Linked DNA regions of Hordeum vulgare: all the other regions are linked to region 2. A link is a contact called in public Hi-C data. All regions are on one chromosome and are shown on one strand. The core of a region is the stretch at or near the end of the contact, and the rest is flanking DNA. Distances in the headings are between cores, read along the strand shown. Region 1 holds the start of LOC123407045 (calcium-transporting ATPase 5, plasma membrane-type-like). Region 2 holds the start of LOC123412213 (oxysterol-binding protein-related protein 4C-like). Region 3 holds the start of LOC123406943.

Evidence for each region. A called contact is a pair of places that touch in the nucleus more often than the background predicts.
Region 1: a contact with region 2 is called in a Hi-C map of leaf, with 5 times the contacts expected there. The contact joins the promoter of LOC123407045 here to the promoter of LOC123412213 in region 2. A contact is called at or near these places in 3 of 6 Hi-C or Micro-C datasets (leaf and seedling) and 1 of 1 datasets of contacts at active chromatin or transcription factors (embryo).
Region 3: a contact with region 2 is called in a Hi-C map of leaf, with 4 times the contacts expected there. The contact joins the promoter of LOC123406943 here to the promoter of LOC123412213 in region 2. A contact is called at or near these places in 4 of 6 Hi-C or Micro-C datasets (leaf, seedling and an unstated tissue).

The regions. Positions count from the first base shown.
Region 1 is chr7H:190,777,475-190,780,943 of MorexV3_pseudomolecules_assembly, reverse strand. LOC123407045 (calcium-transporting ATPase 5, plasma membrane-type-like) reads right to left here and starts at 1,762. Exons shown (of 35, transcript XM_045100081.1): 1 at 1,592-1,762; 2 at 1,249-1,496. The coding sequence starts at 1,410.
Region 2 is chr7H:190,117,193-190,121,122 of MorexV3_pseudomolecules_assembly, reverse strand. LOC123412213 (oxysterol-binding protein-related protein 4C-like) reads left to right here and starts at 1,850. Exons shown (of 5, transcript XM_045105154.1): 1 at 1,850-2,567; 2 at 3,624-3,809. The coding sequence starts at 2,565.
Region 3 is chr7H:189,555,395-189,559,062 of MorexV3_pseudomolecules_assembly, reverse strand. It overlaps LOC123406943, which reads left to right and starts at 2,217. Exons shown (of 5, transcript XM_045099961.1): 1 at 2,217-2,743; 2 at 3,203-3,306. The coding sequence starts at 2,607.

The DNA.
Region 1 (3,469 bases), core at 513-3,012, 660 kb before region 2:
TTGTTGTTTTTTTGCGAAAATGATCCAGATCTATTATCAAAGTTCACTAGAAGTACAAAGCATCTCAAACATAATAAAAAATACATCGAGATTCTGAGACCACCGAACGACCCCTACAACCGACATAATGAGCCGCCGACGTGTCATTGTCACCGCTCCACTACCGGAGCCGGCTTGACCTTGTCGATGACAGCCAGGAAGTCTTCGTGCACGTGACTCTAAGGACCAGCCCCCTGGAGCCACAGTCGTCGCTGTTGAACCCTTGAATAGACCTGAAGCACCTGACACCAAATCTCGCCACATGACGAGAAAACCTAACCTCACCGCCCCAAGGAGACGGCAGGAATCTATACCGGAGCTCCATCGACTACGTCCAGATTGAGGAACTTGAGGAGGATCGGAGCCCGGAAGATAAACTCCAAGAAGAAGCGTCGTCGCCACCCGCCTGAGAGCCGCACCTGCGAGGACTAAAAACCCTAACCTAAATTACTAACCGGAATGGAGGCCGGGATTCCACTCCCCGCCACCGGCTGCCGGAGCGGCGAGCAAAGGGGAGGCAGATACACGGGCTTGCCAGCAAAGCCTGGAGAGGAGAGTTTACGCTAGCCCCCAAGGGATAGGGGAGGGAAAGAGAAGCCCTAGATTTACAACTTCTCTTCCAGCAGGACAAAAGTAGGTTATATGCCGTCTAACAAAACCTGGTTAGTTGTAGTATAAGTGTGGTTTTATAGCTGTAGTACAAGTGTTACTGTTTGCTTCCTTTTGTGATGTCCCCCTATACATGAAGGATACATGAACTACCCAAACCTGTGAATACCACAAAAACTAGTATTCTTTGGATGAATGGATGACAGACCTCTGGTTTCAGCTTGTGTTTTCAGTTTTATGAGAAGTTGTTTGCCGCTCTGTGCATGTGCACGGCAGTAAAAAAAGGTAGTGTCACCAAACAGACTCCAATGCCTTGACTTACAGGAAACGCGGACAAAAAATGAACGTAATATGTAAATCATGGGGTCAATGACATGTCAGTAAACCTCAGCGCAGTGTATCCACTAGACCAAAAAGCATTAGTGTTTGATTGTTCCTCTTGTACCCCCTTTTCTTCCTGCGCAGAATCAGCACGTCCCAGTTCCGGCCAGGACGGAATCAACACCAGAATGGCGATAATTTGGGCATTTTGCTAACCAGCAGAGTCCGGCCTAGATCACAGTCTGACGGGAAAGGGTAAGGTGAGGAAGGATCCCGTACCCTCCATCGGAGCAAGCTGTCGTGGGATGCGTTCTTATGGGGTATATCGAAGGCGTCGCCGAACTCCTCCTCCTCCTCCCCCTCCGCGCCCGCCGCACCCTCCGGCCTGTCCCGCTCCGGCGAGCGGATCTCCGGCGGCGTCGGCGAGCTCCCGAGCGCCATGCCCACCAGTCAGCCGCTGCGTCCGCAGCAGCGCTCGCAGGAGAGATGACAACGACGACCAGAAACCCCCGCCGCCCACCCTGCACCTGCAGACAAACACACACAAGATCACTCGCTCAGACAACCAAATCGCCACGGGATCGATAGAGCGCCGCGCCGCCTCAGGGATCACTGGCCTCACCTCCCGCGCCAGCCGCCAAGGTTCTAGAAGGTTCCACGGGCTCAGCAGCTGCGTTGCGGCTTCGCCACTGTGGGTGCGGTGCGTGTGTGTGTGTGCGCGGCGGAGCTTGGTGATTTGTTTTGTTTTTTCTCTCTCTGCGCCCCGGATTTCGGTCGCGAATGGGGACTCGTTCTCGAGGAGATTGTTCGGGGGAAGCTTCCACGAAGCTGCGGCCGCCCCGCCAGCCCCCTCCCTCGCTGCCACGTGGGCCCGGCTGAAGCATCGGAGCGGCCGAGCTCGTACCGGCCGGGCGGGGCAACGTGGTGGGAGCCCGCCTGTCAGTGGGAGTCGCGGCTCGGCGCGGGAGGCTCGGATCGGAGGAGGAAGGGGGGGTTTGGCGCGGGCGCGGCGGGGCGTGGGCCGGCCGGTTTGAAATGGGAATGGGAGGGGCCACTGGGAGCCGTTGGATCGAGCCGATAGACGGCCGGGATGCGACGTACAGCGTGCGTGTCAAGAACTTGCCTGACACGTGAGCGTGATAAGGAAAGATGTGATAGTTTCATGCCGTCGTTGCGGTGTGTGTGCGTGTGTGTTTTTCAGTCAAAGGGAAAAGTTAGAGATGATTGTTGCCTCTTGTGTTCTACTAGTACGTCTTTGAGTGGCATAAATATTGATACTTGGCCTCTTTGACATGATTTTGTATTGTATTGACTCTTGAGATGGTTTTGTATCTTGGTTACTAATGAGATTTGTTCTGAGTTCAAAATAGACTTGAACCGGAAACAGACAACACCGGAGGGAGCAGTAGATTTTAACTCAAAAGAGATATGCTGTTGAGTTGTTCTTTTAAGCTCCATGAATAGTCGCCACACTACTCTACTAGTTGGCCACTAGGGCGCTCACAAACGAAACATGCCGCGGGATACGATGGATCTGGGGTCAAGTGGCCAGCGTGGGTCACGGGCTGCTTGTCACCTTCCAACAGGAGAGTTTTTTTTTTTTTTTGAGGCAAATTCCAACAGGAGAGTTGGCCGGCGGAAACGTGGAATTGGTTGCCCTTTCCCGGATAGATCCATTGCCGGTCAACAATAGAGACGGGGGGGCTGGTAAGCACAGAGAGTAGGACACTGACACTGTATTGTTTGTTCGGACGAAGTCCGCATCACTCGTTTTATTGTTTGTTCGTACGAAGTCCGCATCACTCGTTTTCTGTGGCATACGGGGCAGTCCACATTGCTTAGGCCTGATACAATGCAATGTGCTTAGGAAAAGTGCTTAAAGAAATAAATCAATTTTCTAAACACCTGTGCTTATTTATATGGGTAGACGTTTAGTTAGGCAGGGTTTTTAGAAATAGACACCGATGCTTCAGAAAAAACTGATTTATTTTTCTAAACACCTAGCATTGTACAAGGCCTTGACCACTCTTTAAACAATCCCAGCACCTCAAAACAATTGAGGGCATGCACAATGATATCATTGATAAGCCAAAACATTGTCACTTAAACCCTTCAATTAATCTAAAGAAGACAATAAAAATATAATGTGAAAAATATTTTTATATTATGAGACGAATGAAGTTTTATACAATAGATTATTTCTTAAGTCTTATCTCTCGTAACTAAGTACTCCCTCCGTCCGAAAATACTTGTCCTAAAAAATAAATAAAATAGATGTATCTATAATTAAAATAAGTCTAGATACATCCATTTCTAGGACAAGTATTTCCGGACGGAGAGAGTATATCCTTAGATATACGGTAAGACATGGTTGCTAAAAGGTCATCTCTTAATTAATCTAAAAAAGAAAAGAAAAAAGTCATCTCTTAATTAAGATAAGACTTTTTTTCTGGTTTCTTTTTCTCGACATCAACATTTATGCTACACGGCACTCCTCTCA
Region 2 (3,930 bases), core at 601-3,100:
TCGGTGCGAACAAAAATAATGGCCCAACGCGTCGACCCATTGCCAAAATGCGTGTGCTTCGCGTCCGCGCCGACCCATTTGCGGCCCAAATTTAGGACTGAAATACGTCGACGCGGACGCGTGCGTCCCCCCCCCCCCCCCCCCCCCGCGCGGTGTCCGCCCCAACCACCGCAGTCAACATTATTTATGACGGTCGTCATCCTCGGATCCACACGTTAGCGACCGCGGCCGGCCTTTTATAATCCGAGCGTGCGGTGGGTTCCGCCATCTGCTTCCAGAACCTCGCCCGTCCACATCCAGCCACCTCCTCGACGACCAAAACCCTAGCACACCATGGCCGGTGGCTTCCCAAACAAGGGCAAGACCCCGCTCTACCCCCCGCGCCATCTCCCCGTCGGCGTCCTCCCATTGGCCTCGCCAGCGCGTGAGCGTCTCGGTGCACCAAGCGCGGTGGCACTGGGAGCACCGCGTGCCGCTTCCTTACCCCCGATGTCACGTTGTCCGCGGCTGGCATCTGGATCCGGAGAGGATTTCGGTGCCGGCTGTGCCGCGGTCGGCGTGGGTGCATGCGGAGGAGATGAGCCGCCATCGGCATGTGCTGATGGCGGAGCAGCGGCGAGACCCTACGTACGCGGCCGACTCCCCTAACTGGGAGGTGTGGTTCGCGATGGAGCACGGGAAGCAGTGTCGTCGTGACGTGCGCGAAGTGCAGCCAGGAGGCCCTCCGTCGTCCCCGCCTGTCGTCAGCGACGAGGACCAGGAGGCTGAGGCCGCCTACCAGGCGGCGCTCGCTGTTGTTCTCCGCGACAGCAAGGAGGAAGCGCGGCGCAGGGCCGACGAGGAGGTGGCGTACCAGCAGCAACTCGCGGAGGCCATCGCGCTGTCGGCCGCCGGCGACTGCGTCGTGCCACCTCCACCGAAGCCCGAGCCCACGGAGCTGCGGGAGTTCTACCAGTGGACCGGCATCGTCTAGGAGTTCGTCACTGTGCCGCCCATCTGGCTGGGCGCGACATCGCAACAGGAGCAAGCGTACCTCGAGCAATGGAGGGCGCAGCACGCCGAAGGCCTTTGGCTCATGAAGGTGGAGAAGGAGGCGGAGGAGGAACGACGAGAGGCGGAGGCGGAGGACACACGATGGAGACGCAGACAACTGCGCTCTGGAACACGACGTTCCCTTGGGCCGGCCCTGCGCCTACGTTGGTCGACCTCATCGGCCCCGATGATGACGACGACGCCTCCTAGGGCGGCCCTCGTAGTTTTAGTTTTTTTTATGTTTAATTAATGTAATGCGGACGCGTGGACTCTCGCCGTCTTCGTGGCCTGTTTTTAATGTTTAATTATGCATTTATGTAAAAAAAATCGCACGCCGGTAAATATGGGTCCGTCCAGCGTTGGGCGCACGCGCCGACCAATTTACGAAAGCGGATGTTCGTGTCGGCGTGACCGACTCAAACGAATAAAAAGCGTACGAAATCGCCGTCCGTTTGAATCGGTCCGTTGGAGTTGCTCTAAGTTGTTTGTATAACTACTCCCTCCGTTTCTAAATATAAGTCTTTTAAACGATTTCACTAGGGGTCCACATACGTAGCAAAATGATTGAATGTATACTCTAGATTATGTCCATATACATCCGTATATACTCTATTAGTGAAACCTCTAAAAACACTTATATTTAGGAACGGAGTACTTACTTACTAAGCAAGGCATAATTCTTCATCTAAAGGTAATGAACACATAAGCCTCATTGGTATTTCAGTCTACAAACCACGCTTCATTCCTCTTTTTTTTTTTTTTTGCGCCCACCGTGGGGCACATTAAACCACGCTTCATTCAACGTGTCTATTTTTTTTTTCATTTTCTCCTGTCCAATCGTCAAAAGAATCTGGATCAGAAATAATCCAGCCTTTGCCGAACCTTTGGAGGAGCCGGAAAAATGTAAGCATACAATTATTTTTGTGAGGGCAGGTTGCCTTTTCAACTAGTACTACTTAATTGTTTTTTTTTTCTAAACTCTCTCCAACATGTTTTCTCTCTGCATTAACGAGGCATCGATAATATGGAGGGGACAGTGGCGCGCGCGTCCTCGCGGCTTGCACTGGCCCGGAAAGGAGGAATCGTTTTGGCCTGTGCCCGAGAATGGGTTAGCGTTCACACGCACCCAACCACCGAGACACGGAGAGGCCGACGTCACCCCGCGCGGCCGCCGCATCGGCTCAGATAGAGGCCGTACCTCAAGGAAGGCGCGGCCGCAGCGACGGGCTCCAGAAACACGCGGCCTTCATCGAAACAGAGAGAGAGAGAGAGAGAGAGAGGGCGTGTATAAATAGGCACGCGCGCATGCTAAAAAAGAAAGGAAGGAAGGAGATCAATCCAGCGATTTGCTTGCTTCTTCCCCGCCCGCCCTTATCGAGGATTCCACCCCGCCCCACGCAGCATACAGAGGAGGAGGAGGAGGAGGATCAATAAGAGATACTTCCCTCGACAACGAGAAGATCGCCGCAGGCCAGGGAGGAGGAGGTCGAATCAAGGAGAGCTCGCGTCGGGGATTGGAGCTCACGCCAACCATGGTACGTCCTCTTCTTGCACGCTTGACCGCTTCACCGCCGAAGGCATACGCAACTACGCATGTCTGGGCGGCGGAGGCGGCGAGAGCAGCAGATTCTCTCGATCGAGGATTTGGGGCGGCGCTTGAGGCGTCAGGTCGTGGCCTGCGTCCACGTCAGGGTTGCGAATATCGCCGATGCTTTTACCTCTAGCCCCGCCCGCCGTCCTCACCTTTTTGTCCTACCGTGCCATTTCCACCGTCCGCATTTACCTTTTCTGTTTGGGCGATTCCACACGTACTCTACTTATTACTGGGCGGTAAAGCTGATTATCCGTTTTCCTTTCGGAAAACACACCAGAAAAGTCATAAACGCCTGCAAAATCAACACAGGGCGATCGAGCTAAGTCTGTGACGTGAGATTTGAGATTTTCTTTGACGACCTCGTGCGTCTGGTCGTGATGTAACAGACGGCTAGAGGAGAGGCCACCTTTCCTTTTCTTTGCGACGAAGAAAGAGGAAGGGGCACGAAACGGAGTTCCCTTCCGTTCCATCTCCTTTCTTAGCCGCGTCACCGGGAGCGTACACACCCGTGTAAATGCAACGCCAACAGACGCACACACACATAGCACCAGCTTTCGGTTGGCCGGCCAAGAGCAGCAGCAGAATCTTCAGCCGGCACTGACCTTTTCCTGACTTCATTTACGCAGTATTCATATACTAGCACATACACACACCTAGCTACTACATATTCGACGGCATATCATGGACACATGAAAGGGAGGGAAACCATCTCCCAGCCTGAGACAAGTGACAGCCACGCCCACACGGGGTTTGATTTCGGTTCGTTCCCGTTCATCGGTCAACTCGATTGGACCCGACTTTTCTTGGAACCTCCCCTCCAAGGAAAGGAGACCTGAATCTGAATGCAACAAGCAAGAGCCTACATGGGGCGACGACGACGACCACGACCGATCGCCCGTTTCTTGGTTGCCACTACTATTTGTATTTAGCACTATATAACTTCATATTTGGAGCTCATATACGTCAGTATCTGACTGTATTAGTTGATTGAATGCAGGTTGAATCGGAGATCGACGCATCGGCGGCAGCCACCGCCACGGCCAGGGCTTCGGCGGCCGTGCTCACCGCGCCGCTGTCGCTGGAAGGGGGCCTCGCGGCGGAGCTCCGTCCGGCCAACCTTGTGCAGCGGGTACTCAGCCTCTTCGGGAACGTCAGGCCAGGCTCCGATCTCTCACACTTCCAGGTAAAAACAAACACCACTGCTGCTCACTCTCATATGTGATTCACTTGATCCTACAAAATCATGCATGTGATGTGAGGTTCCCATCTCGAGGGCCAAATTTGAATTCACTTGCTAGTTTACT
Region 3 (3,668 bases), core at 968-3,467, 560 kb after region 2:
GATTATTTTTGTCAATTATAATGTAATGGGGACGCGTGGACTCTCGCCGGCCTTCGTGATCGGTTTTTAATGTTTAATGCTTGTTTATTATTTTGAGAAATGCTTTATTTTATTTTTTGACGCGTCTGTAAAAAATGAATCGGATCAGCGTTGGACGCATGCGTTGATTCAAACGCCGAAACGGACGTTGATGTCCGTCGGACCGATCCAAATAGATGAAAAACGGACAAAATCAACGCCCGATTGAATCGATCCGTTGGAGTTGCTCTTACATGCTGAAGAACAATCACAGGTCCAGAACCAAATTCCAAATCCACGCACTGCTCATGCTCTGGTTCCTTTCTTCGATCGTTCCAGTCCCACTGCGATCTTGATTTCCATGTAAAAGTCACAGAAATTAATGCTATGCTATGCGATGGCTACTTACCATAATGGCATGCGCTCGTCCATAATTCCATTCTCGACCGGCTGCTAAATTAACCAATTTAATTTGTCAATGTCACCGAGAGGTAAAACGCACGTCAACAACAACAACAACTCTACTTGCTTGTGCAGCACGCGGGTTTGTAACCCTAAACGCTAGCTCCTAATTTGCTCCAACGTCGTCAGCTGCTGCAGCAACATGTAATAATAATCAATTAAGGGAGACAACCACACCTTCAATCGAGCAATCAAGCATGTATATTACTCCCTCTGTATCATAATATTTATTGTTGAAGAGAACTAATCTAGTTCTTTCCAATAACAAGTATTAGAAACAGAAGAAGTAAAATAAATCATATATAGATGAGTATGTTACCAAGATTATGAATTGGCTTTATTTTCGTAGCAACTTCTCTTGGCATCTTCATAGGAAAGCGTTTTTACTTTTTAGTACCATTGCTAAATGGAGCTACATGATGTTCGGCACCCTCTTCTATTGCATACGCCATGTCGAGGGGATTACTAGAGTTCCTTTTAGATATGTGAACGATTTTAAGATGATGATGAAGTGTATATAATGTCGTATGGTGCATGGTGGCACCACCGAGGCACAACTAATGCACTTAACATGGTATTGAACACGCTTCTACGATACATCTACCCTTGATGAATGAAATGTCTCTTTTCTCCATTCGACATCTTTCATTGCATGTATTCTTTGATCCATCCTTATACTCTTGTCGTGCCTTCATTGTATCCATTACGGAGCTTCCTGAGGGCAAAACCAGGCCGTGGCCCGTCCAGATCCAGAGAAAAATAACATTTGTGTACATGTAACAAATCAATCCAATAGCAGAAGCACTGCCAAACTCTCCCCGCATCCATCCAGGACGCATCACTGCCACACATCCAGCTTGGCCCGGCTGCCAACGACGAGCTACCTAGGCAATGAGCTCAAGACCGCAGAATCAGTCAGCTAGCTCACAAGAATTTTCTTTTCCTTTTTTCTTCCAAATTTTACTTCAGGACACATTGTATCGATACCAATTTCCCTATGTAGCCAATCTGAAATTTCACTGACTAATGCATACTTATTGTGTGGCTTAGAATCATCTTTTTTTGGCTCGCCCACATTATTTGCCGTCGCTCCGCCACTGGTTGTATCACCAATTTATCAACCCTTCGACCAACCATTGCTCTAACGAACTTAACATTATGAACTTACTATCACTTTTTAATGGCTGTCCTCAAACCAGGAATGACGCTGCAATCGCGAGGATTAATATCCGACGAACTAATTGATACATGTCAAATCATGCTCAACCTTAAACCTAAACGACCGAACAAGGATGCGTCGATGAAATGAAACGATGAGTAAAGAAACAAGAATAACGTGCAATGCTACAATCAGTTACGGTATTCGTAAGACGCTGTCGTTCAATATTTAACCGTTCCACCAAAACGAGCCACAAAAACAAAAGGTAGCAACAACGTCATCTTTGCTCCTTCCTCTCAATCTCTCATCCATACATACATGCCCCCTTAACCACGGTTAGACACACCCACAAACATCCAAGCACCGATATTTCCTTTAAAATCACACAAATGTATTTTAAGAGAACCTCATTAAAGAACAAGAAAATGCCAAATAAGCCTAGCCACCTTGCCAATCACCACTCTCCTAGTCATCATCATCATCCATCACCTCCCTCTTGCCAACTGCTCTAGTGCCAATAGAGAACAAAATCCTCAACCTCTTCTATAGATTCCCTCTCCTATTAAAAGAAAGAAATAAAAAACTACTACTATAACCGAGAAAATAATAAGAGGAGACCTTCCCTTCTTCTCCTCCGGCCTAACCCACCCCACCCCACCCCCTCTCCCTCTCCTCCAAGCATCCACCGTCCCGGCCAAATCAGCCCCCTCCCCCAGCTGAAGCAAGAGCGCCATTCCCGCGGGTACAGAGGAGGAGAGGAGAATTCACCTCCCCGTAACCTCTCCGTCCCCCAAAATCCTCCGAAAACCTAATCTCCGTCCCCGGAAAGATCCTCCTTTTCTTGGTTTCCACTTGCTACAGATAAACAAAGCTATATATAGCGTTTTGGCCACGTTTCTTGGCCTCCGTTGTGGGTTGTTGTTAATTCGAGGGAGTCCAATCCGCCTGCGACTGAAGGGGCCCGGCCATGGCGGAGGAGGAGAGGCGGCGCCGGTTCTCGAGTCTACGCAGCGTCCGCTGGCGGGTCGATCTCGGCATCCTGCCGGCGGCGCCGGAGGCGTCCGTCGAGGAGCTCCGCCGCGCTGCCGCCGATTCGCGCCGGAGGTGAGCCCGCCATCCCTTGTTCCCGGGCGTTTGTTGGTGTTTTGTCCTTTTGCGGCAGGACTCTGTTCCGTTCTGTTTTTCTTGCTTAGCTGGTTCGCTATTGTCACGGCTTTCATTTGATTCTTGCGCGGTCAAGTGTTGATTTCGTCCAGATGGTTGTGTTTGTTAGTAAATTAATGCAGTCACCGGCTGCTAATGCATCTAGTTTGGTTGTGTTCGAATGAAATACATCATATAGCTAGTCGATTGTTAGATTCCTGATTGTGTCGGTGTTTTCTTGCACATGGTCAGATGCCATATTTGTTTCATGAGATGAAATTTCGGCGAGATAGATTGGTGCTGTTAGTGATCTGTAAATGATTGGCGCCATGAATTCCGCTCCTTGCTATTTTTTGTGTGCCAGTTCATGCGAAAGTCACCTAAGAATGACATGTTTAACTTGTTTCATGTTTGTTGTAGGTATGTTAGTTTGAGACGTCGTGTTCTGGTAGACCCTCATGTTCCAAAGGAGGAGGCTAGATCACCTAACCTCATCGTGGACAACCCGCTCTCTCAGAACCCAGGTATGTGATCCTTAACATGATCTTGTGAATTGTGATGATGACATGGTAAACAAACTACAACGATGATATCTTTGAACATGGATGACTTGTTATCTGCTACAAACACTTGCCATCACGGATTCATACTGCAAAGTGTTTTCCTGAATTCCTGTGGGTTGCTGTGCACTTCATTTATTAAACGATGAGTAGTGCTTGACTGGTGTTATTTAACACATTAAGATAGAAATATGTACTCCTTTTATTAATTTATTATTGTTCATAATTATTTATTAGGGCTCTTTTCTACTGGTATAATTACTGGTGTAGTGGCTATGCTAGGGCCTAAGACTACTCACAATGAGAAGTAACATAGAGTAGTAACA